Linked DNA regions of Sus scrofa: region 2 is linked to region 1. Evidence: chromatin contacts called from public Hi-C data. All regions are on one chromosome and are shown on one strand. Each heading gives the region's core, a stretch centred on a gene start, on an enhancer-like site or on the middle of the called end of the contact. The rest is flanking DNA. Distances are from core to core; before and after follow the strand shown. Region 1 holds the start of TIMP3 (metalloproteinase inhibitor 3). Region 2 overlaps SYN3 (synapsin-3).

The links. Hi-C and Micro-C count contacts between places; a contact is called where the count stands out from the background.
Region 2: a contact with region 1 is called in a Hi-C map of skeletal muscle, with 4 times the contacts expected there. The contact joins the enhancer-like site here to the promoter of TIMP3 in region 1. A contact is called at or near these places in 7 of 47 Hi-C or Micro-C datasets (embryonic fibroblasts, fetal skeletal muscle, liver and 3 more) and 1 of 2 datasets of contacts at active chromatin or transcription factors (skeletal muscle).

What each region holds. Positions count from the first base shown.
Region 1 is chr5:12,240,070-12,244,848 of Sscrofa11.1, reverse strand. TIMP3 (metalloproteinase inhibitor 3) reads left to right here and starts at 2,250. Exons shown (of 5, transcript XM_003126073.6): 1 at 2,250-2,688. The coding sequence starts at 2,568. All of the region lies in intron 6 of SYN3 (synapsin-3), which reads right to left.
Region 2 is chr5:12,325,560-12,330,338 of Sscrofa11.1, reverse strand. All of the region lies in intron 6 of SYN3 (synapsin-3), which reads right to left. Among named protein-coding and RNA genes, the nearest start is that of TIMP3, 85 kb to the right of the region's middle. Within about 2 kb of position 2,033, at least 15 of the 83 cell types and tissues checked have an H3K27ac peak or open chromatin away from gene starts, as enhancers often do. A contact at or near this core is called in skeletal muscle, where this site is marked.

The DNA.
Region 1 (4,779 bases), core at 1,001-3,500:
CCTTACGCTTACATAATTAAGTAGCGGACATAATCAGAAGCTTTCTATAAAGCCCTGCTGCTTGAAGTTCAGCAAAAGTTATTTCTCTGATACTAATATTCTAGGCGAGCCTTCCCTTGGAGAAACTATTGGTAATTTGGAGAAAAATTAAAAGAAAGAGAAAAGAAGGCGTCTATCGAATAAGATGCTTATCCAAAGTGGATTTGGTGTGGAAAGGCTTATAAAACCTTCCACATGACTGGCACTGTGCAGGGATAAAGGAAACCCTCAAATCCCGCCAAGTATGCTCTCCTTCAACCTGGATTCTTGGAGTGGCCCGAGTGCCCACTGGTTAAGACTCAATGGGCTGCTGTCCACACCAATACCCATGCCTCCTGGGACCCTATTTTGCACTCTTAGGGCAAAAAAGCAGTGTGACCAAAATTTTCAAGCCTCAAAGTGTTTCTAGTGTGGTTGGGGAAATAGTACAACTATATCTCAAGAAACAAGGAGCAAAGTTCTAAAGTAAACACTGAGAAAAGGGGATCTCTCTGAGTTGGGCTATAGTTAGAATTAAGGTGGGGAGGGTCTTAAAAGTTGGGAAGGAGAGAAGACAGAAAAATGTGGAAACTAGATTCCCTTCCTTATAGTTAAAAAATTTTAAGGGAAAAAAAGGAATTTAAAAATGTTCTTGGAAATACCATTTCCAGTGAAATTTTCTGCTTCTGCCATTCCAACGTCTCTTCTCTGAGGTGTAAAGGTTGAACTTGCATTTCTGAGCAATAGTCCCAGTCCTCATTTTGTTCCAAACTTTGAGCATTTCTATAACCAAATCATTTAAGCCTCTTTCCAAAAGGGATGAGTTGGGAGAGAAAGGGAGAGAGACAGAGTAGAAAGAAAACTCCAGATGCAAAGGGGCATTTGGGTAGTTAGAGCTAACTGCTGCTAAGGTCCAAGAAAATAAATGCCCCTCTTAAGGTGGCAGCGGTGAATCGAGTTCCTGGATGGTTGCCAAGTCACGTCACTTTACTGTGCCAGTTTCCTCATCTGGAAAGTGTGAATAATACTTTGTGCTTTTCCTATCTAAAAGGATTATTGTGAGATGTAATGAGGTGAGGTGTGAAAAATATAAGGCGGGATCAATGTGTTACCGAATAATAAAAACGGTCATAGTATTAGTTATTAGCAGTTATCCATTACAGCTAATAGTTCTCCATGATCTACTTTTATCCCAGTTTGGGGTCAGTTCACCCCAAATTCTTTGCTAAAGGATGGAAACCTGTCTGCCCTAGATGGGGTTACTCCTTTCTCCTGCCCTTTCTATTTAACTGTTTTTTTTTTTTTTTTTTTTTTTTTTTTTTTTTTTTAAATAAGCTCAGGGCTTTTGCACTTGATGTTCTCTCCACCAAGACTGCCACATGGCTGAGGCTTTCATTCTCATCTCAGCCAGGATGTCACCTCCTCAGCCAGACTTCTTCTTATTATCCCATAGACAGCAGCGCCCTTCCTAGTCCTTTCTAGCTCATTATTCTGTTTTATTTTCTTCATGGCACCTTAGAAAATCACCCTATGTATTTACTGATGTATATAGCCTGCAGTTCCATAGGAGTAGTTTCTTTTGCTCATGCCAGCATCCAGAACAATGTTTGTTGAATGACTTCACAATTTACTCTGTCTGAACCCAGGAAACAATCTTTTATTACTGTTAGCTCCAAAAAGCAGATGGCTCCCTTCCATGCAGGAAAGTCAGGGATGGAGGTAAGGGGTGTAGCGGGGGTGTGTGGTGATAGGTCATCAACCTAGTTCTTTCCCCAGAGTCTGCACTCTCCAGAGAAGGTAGAGAGCCATCAGCTATCCTTTCCACCAGCCACAAAATCTCCAGGGCCAGGGCCACCTCTAACCTGCCAGAGGGGTTGGTGCTGGAGTGGATGGCAGTTGATTCTGGTTTGGGTCAGAGGCTCCCAGAGGGCAGGGTGGGCAAGAGGCGAGGGTGCAGGCAAGAAGCGGACGGGGGCGCCGCTCTGACGGCCTCTCTGCAAGCGCGTATCAGAGGCACGTCCAGCCCACCCACTCGCGTGCCCATAGCAGCATTATTCCCTATAAGGATCTGAACTGTCCGGGGGCGGCCCCGCCCCGTCGCCCCGAGCCCCCAGCCCCGCCCCCTTTTTGGAGGGCCGATGAGGTAATGCGCCTCTGCCATTGGTCGGAGGGGGCGGGCCCCGCGCTCCGGAGAGGGGCGTGCCGGGGGGACGCGCTCTATATCACCCGGCCGCCGGGCTGCGGCGCAGAGCGGGCAGCAGGCGGGCGCTGGGACAGCTTCTTCTCCTCCTGCTCCTCGGGCTTCTCCAGCTCTTGCTACAGCTCCCGCTTCTTCGCCCAGAGTGACTGCCCACTCGCCGAATCGTGTGCCAGCGCCGAGGCAACCTCGCCTCACCCCAGCCCGTCCCGCTGGGCACTCGGAGGGCGGCGTACCCGAAGCCAAAGTTGCTCCACACGGCCGGGCGGGCGAGCTCAGGCTGCAGCGACCCCGCCAGCGGCGTGTACCGCAACTTTGGAGAGGCGAAAGCAGCCCGGCAGCGGCAGCGGCAATGACTCCCTGGCTCGGGCTTGTCGTGCTCCTGGGCAGCTGGAGTCTGGGGGACTGGGGCGCCGAGGCGTGCACATGCTCGCCCAGTCACCCCCAGGACGCCTTCTGCAACTCTGACATCGGTAAGCGCTCCGGGTGTCCCCGCAGGAGCCCCCGCGGTTCTCGCTCGCGCGCTGCAGCCAGACTTGGGTGTTGCTCTGGGTGGCATGGCGAACCCCTCTCCTTTTCTCTGCCTAGGCTCGGGCGGGTTGGAGATACTCAGGTTCCTGCGGCGGGGGCTCTGGCTTGACCGAGGGGGGAGATGCCCTGCAGAGAAATCCACTGGACCAGAGTGAACCCCTTGTAACTATGCTCTTTTAGGGCGTGAGGTCCCTAATAGTCCTTTTGACATCTGGAAAATTTCCTTTTTCTCTTGGGAGGATGGGCTGGGGGAGCAAGGTGGGGAGAGTGTTTCTAAAACTTGGAATGCCAACTAAAACGCTGCGACGGTGAATCTTTAAAAAAAGAAAAAAAAAAAAAAAGAAAAAAAAAGAAAAGAAAAAGAAAAAAGAAAAAAGAAAAGTCGCCAGACTTGTACAGGGAAAGTTGCAGGAGAAACTTGAAGTTTTCTGAGTTTGCCTCATCTCCTGCACCCATGAATTTAATTCTTTTCAATGAGACCCAACCGAGCCTCACACTCCCTAGGCAAGTGCTAACTGAGCTTCTTGGCCTGACCAGTTTGGGTAGATTTAAGGAGAAAAATGAGAAGAAAGCCTTGGGGTTGACCCTCCCCAGAGAAACTGTGTTTGAGAGTGTTGATAGCAAGCAGAAGGTGGCGTGTGTGAGGGATCACTTATCATATAGCTGTGAGAATTCACAGGAAGGTTATTTTTTTTTTCCTTGAATGTGTGTGGGGAGGGGGACACAGCAATGGAAAACGGATTTGTCACCAAGAGAACAAAGATGCCAGGGGTCACATCATGGTGACTCTTTCAAATCAGACTTAGCATCTTGATTAGAGACTCGGTAAGAAGTAGAACCAGTTTTTATCAAGGGCCTTGAGAGTGTCCTGGGAGAACTTGTTTGGGAGTTTTCAGGACACTTGTGTTTGGATGGTCAGAGATGGAGTAGCAGCTGGAAAACATCTCTCCTCTCCTTTCCAGTTCATAAAGCATACAAGTCCAGTGGCCCCTGCTGTGTGTGTGTGTGTGTGTGTGTGTGTGTGTGTGTGCTGGGGGTGGGGTGGGACAGTCTCGCCACCCTCTGCCCGTGTCGATTCAGAGGTGAAGAATGGAGCATGTGTGTTTTAAGCAGTCATAAAGGGGGAAGGAAATTTTCCACTGGGTCCTGGGTGAGGGCCTCCACAAGTGTGCTGCAGGGGAGGAGGGGGAGGAGGCAGGAACCCGGCAGGGGAGCGGCTGAGGTTGGGAGGGGTGCTTCTGGTGGGCCTGGTGAGCCCAGGGGAAGTAGGGGAGGTAGCTCTGGGGACTATGTCAGTCCAGCTGGCAGGCAGAGGTATTTGTGTAACCTGGGGTCACCTGTGTTAGTGGTTTCCTGGGGCCCGTGAGGTACACCTTTCTCTCTCCTGGGGGAATGTGGCTGGCCCCTGGGTTTGTGGATCGCTTGGAAGGATACTTTTAGGCTCCCTGAGGCCTGGAGCCCCCACCCAAATATTACATGACCTTTCTCTCCTCACCCCATGGGTGTCATTCCCACCAGAGCAGTGCTGGGAGTGGCTGCTGCTGGTGGCAGTGCGTTCCAATCCTGCTCAGTCAAGAGCATATACTAGGGGCCAGGAGTCAGGTGGCGTCAGAGTGTCCTCCTCTGCCTGACAATGTTTTGGGTGTGTTCACTTGGATGTTTTTTGTGTGTGGGAAGAGGGAGACCTCAAGTCTTCCCTCTGCCCTTGGCTTTGCGTTTTCACCCTGGAAGTTCACCAGTGAGCAGTGGAAACAGGAGCAAGGAGACCACTTCCAAGGGGGGTACTCTTGATCCTGTTCACTGCTTGGGTTTCCTGCTGTGTGTCTGGGCTGACACAGAAAGTTCCTCATAATTTCTCTGGATTTTTTCAAGACGTGCACCCACATCCCCCTCCTCAATAGACTGTCCAGAGGAAAGCAAAGTTACTAGGAAGTACCCAAACACCAGAACATTGTGGTAGCAAAAATAAAAAAGAAACAAACAAAATCTTCGATACCGCTGGCACCGATCCAAGACGGCTCTGCCTGGGTTTG
Region 2 (4,779 bases), core at 784-3,283, 86 kb before region 1:
CTGATGTTCACCTCATTAACTAAGAGCCTTTAGTTCTGAGGCTCCCTTTGGCCTTTGACCAGTCAGTCGCATCTGCACCCTGCTGTCTGCTCTTGCTCTTTCTCCAGGAGAGTCCTGCAACTTGTCCCAGACCTGATCCTTCTTCTTCTCTCTGCTCCAAAATCACTCCCTCCAACTCTAATGGCCCTTCACCCTATCATCCCCTGGAGGGCTGGACACTCCTGGCCTCTCACCTCACTCTTCCAAGAGACCATCTTCCTCCCGCTGCCTCCTATGTCATCCTATCTGTATCTGAATGTCATCTCCCTTTAAGATGATCTTCCTGTGACTTGATTTTTTTCTGTCCTCCTTTCAGCATCTTCTGAATTTTTAACATGAGCACACATTACTATAATAATAAAAATAATCATATTGATGAAAACTCATGATGGGTAATGAATGAATTAACGACGATTCCCAGTCCCAGACTCTCTCCAATGATGCAAGCTGAGAAACCATGAGCGGATGCGGATATGTTCCTTCACCTCCCATAGGAACAAATTGTGGGCACTTGCCACACAACTGATCAGGGGCTTGGGTTAATGTAAGTCAGGAAAAACCCCGGCCATGTGGAGAATACGTGAGTCATCTCTCTCACCCCTAGACCTCAACTTGGAACCACTAGAGATTCTGAGAAGCATGGGACCCAGCATTCCTTTTCCCAAACACCCCTTGCCCAGAAGCTCAGAATCTTTACTCTCTTCCCAGTCAGCAATTCTGGCAAGCCTTCCCTGGGCTCAGGGCCACTGTGACAAAAGGGAGGTGAGGGGCGTTTGTCTCAAAGTGATCAGTGCTTCAATTTTAGGCTCTGCCTTTTATATGTCTCTATGCCTCCACGTATGTAAACTTTATCTTCTGGATACTTGGTGTCCTCTCCCATGAACTGGGGATTGTACCTGCCTCTAGAGGCTTCTAGGAGGCGCAAGTAAGCTAAGATGTGGGAGCGCCTGGTATGAAATAGAAGTGTTTCGTCTGTCTCTCCTCTCTGTACCAATGAGCTCTAAGCACTAACAGTTTGGTCTGTCTTCTCCTTTCTGATAATCTCTGGAGGCAATGCTTTAAGACCTGAGCTAATAGGGAAGAGTATGGAGGCACTAATTTTCATAAATGCACCTGGGAACTTTACTTATCCAAGCCTCTGTCTCATCATCTGTGAAATGGGCAAAATTGTACCTATCTTATAGGGTCAGTCTGAGAATTAGGAGGAAACAGGCCTATGGAAACATTCTGTAAATTGCCAGTACTCTGCACACAGATGAGAAACCACAGTGTTTCTCATCTGCGTGCCGAGCATCAGACTGTGTGTTATCATCACATAACATCGAATGAAACAAAGATCAAAGATCACCTATTATTGATAAGTGTGCAGTCAGTGGCAGGCAATGGTGCATCCAGGTCAGGGGTGGCAGGAGGGGGCAACATCAATGATAAAGGGTATTTAGCACTGAAATCATTTAGAAATGTTGATGCATGGGGGTCATAAACAATGGCAGGCTTTATCTTCTCCTTATTCACAAACGAAGCTGAGGTGCACTTGAAGATATTTTCCCAAGGTTACCCACCTGGTGGTTCCAGAACATAGCTCTAAAACCATCCCAGCTGAGGCACACATGGTTTCTAGGAAAGCATCAGGGAGTAGGGTCCTCCAGGGCTCTTTAGGGACCATGTCTGGTGGCTGGGGTGCATGTACTGCCCCAACTCACTTCACAGAAGCAGCTTGTCTGAGGCAGGAACTGACCTTCATCATGCTTGCCTCCCTCTCATCTTTACATTTCCTTCTAAGAAAAAGGTACCAAGTGTTCTACACAGTCAGGCACACCCTTTTAAAAAAGTTAAAAAGGAGCAAGATGCATGTTGAGCTCCGATCACCACTCACTGCGTCCTTAAGCAAGCCATTTTCTGACCTGGCAGCTTTGGCTGAATGATTACATCACGCTGCAGGAATTCTACCAAGGGTTGCGCAGCTGCTTTGGGTGACCATGCACAGGCCTGGACTGGAAAAGGGAAGCCCCTAAAGCCTGCTGGGCAGTGGGGCTGGCTCCAGTCTCATGAGAGCAAGCAGAGGTTGAGAGCGCAGTGGAGCCAAGGTCCCAGGGCAGTGCGGTTCTGGCCACACAATGGTTAGGGTGAGCAGGCCTTCTGGAAATGTCCCAGTTGTGGCTTTGTTCTGTGCCCTGGGGAAATGGGCACTTGCAGGTCCTTTCAGGCTGAGAGACACAGAAATTTTCTGGATAATTCATGCTCTAAACCTTTCTGCCTTCATTCCAATTATTCAGGGTTATTGTGGGAATTCTGAGGAACGACTTGAACGGCATCAAACCATGAACCAAGAATAGGAACCAACCACTTAACTGGCTGAATCCTAAACCAAACCCCAATATTAATTTTCTATAAATGCAATTCAGATGGAGTCAACATTGTTTTTGTTTTTAAACAAAACCAAACCCAAGTGGATCAGTTGGAACGTGAATCAAGCCCCTATGTGTCCTAAAATTAATGGACCAGAACAAAATTGGAAAATAAAAACATCTTTTAAATGAAAACACTATTTCATTGGCTTTCTTGGTTCAGGATTTTTTTTTTATGTCTAAAAAATGGGAAAAAATCCAAATACAGAAAGAATAATTATGCATTGCAAAACATTCAGAAAAATCAAAATAGTTTAAAGATAAATGTCATCTCTAATCTCACCCTGGGTATTTCCACAACTTTTTTTTTTTGGCCACTCCCACAGCCTGTGGAAGTGTCCAAGCTAGGGATCAAACATGTGCCATAGCAGTGACTCAAGCCACAGCAGTGGCAACTCCAGGTCCTTAACTGATAGGCCACCAGAGAATTCTTCCACAGCTTTTTCTGATGCATTCCATTTCACATAAATGTGATTATTTTTTATAATAATAAATACTTAATTACTTCCTTTTCTTGTTAAGAATATGTCATGGCAAAGTTCTGTATCAATATTTACGAAGCTACACCGTTATTTTTAATGGCTGCGAAGTACTTCTGGTTTATCTCACTTATTTAGGTTACTTCCATTACTTCACTTTTATGAATAATGCTTCAATGAACGGATTTGCACGTGAATCCTTACACCCTGGGTTGATTATTTTGGGTTAATTATTCAAGTGCTTCTGGTTAATTATTCAAGTGCTTCTAAGTCAAAGAACCCACATATTTTGGAGTTCCTGTTGTGGCTCAGTGGTAACAAACCCAACTCGTATACAATGAGGACGCAGGTTTGATCCCTGGCCCCGCTCAGTGGGTTAAGGATCGATATAGCATTGCCATGAGCTGTGGTGTAGGCCACAGGCATGGCTTGGATCTCAAGTTGCTGTGGCTGCGGCATAGGCTGGCAGATGCAGCTCCATTTTGACCCTAGCCTGAGAACTTCCATGTGCTGTGGGTGTGGCCTAAAAATACAAAAAAAAAAAAAAAAAAAAACCACACTTTTTTTTACTTTTCATATATATTTACAGATGCCCCCCACCCCACCCCCAGCCCCAGAAAGGTCATAACTATTTTCACTCCCACCATCAGTGGATAAAAACACTGACGTTCCCACATCCTGGATGCCAAAGGTGTCCAGCTCACCATCTGTCCTTGCAGAACTCTGTAGGGAACTGTCCCACCCACCACTGTACTGTGACTAACTGACCCAGTTTGTCCCAAACTGAGGAGGGTCCTGGGACATGATTTTCAGTTTTAAAATCTGGAAAGTCCCAGGCACATGGGATGAGTAGGTCACCCTACACAACCCGTGACAATAATGCACCCAGGATTTTTATCAGAACCACACATAGGCCAGTGCTGAGTTCTGCTACAGCCGACTGGCGCAGGAGTGATCACCTGGGCCAAGGACGGTTAGTCATGCAGCGCAAAGAGATAGTCTGAGCCAATCAGAGTTCTTCTTTTGGGAGTTTACTCTGGGAATACAGAAAGAATTTATCCATGAGCAATGGGAAACAGGTCTAAAGTTCAACAGCTTAACAGTGGACAAAAGGGGTCAGTTAGCTAAGCACCAGCAAAAGTATTATGGGAGAAAAAACTTAGGAGTAAGAAAGAGGAGCTGGTTTTAAGAGGTGGAAAGAGGAGGAGAGTAACTGTGTTAATAGAGAGGCGAGATTCTTCAGCATTCCTGCACTTCCCAAGGGCTTTCTTGTTCTTCTCTGGGTTATTGTGCAAGTGTCCTCAAAATAATTGCTTATGCCCTCTCCTTCTCATTAACTTGCTATCATTTGAATGAATCAGTTCCTTGTAAGCTGAGAGGCTTTTTCAATACTTCTGGGTATTACCCATAATTTCCCTCTTTGCCAATTCATTTGAATGACCACAATGGACTTCTCATGTAATTTTGTTGAAACATGCATATCTTGAGTAAATTTGAATATCTTTTTGGAAATTCATGCTTCCAGGATTTAGTCGATGGTCAGAGGCAGATGAAGAGTGACGTACAGGACAAGACCTGCTGGATCCTCTGTTGGGGTATCTGATACCTGCTCTTCAGCGTGGCGACCTGTCCCCTCTTTCCAGCCTTGACTCTGGCTTGGCAACCTGATGGTGGTTATGTGGGCTCCTGCCCACTTCATGGTCCTTCTGGCTTTTTAACCCCAGTCTGCTAACCTCATCCATATTAAATGCATCTCTGCAGCTGAGCAGAAACACCCTGACCCTCCAATCAAGGCTGCCTCTGCACCTGCTCTTTCCCTGGCCAGGAGTACACTCTAGTTATCCCATGGCCGG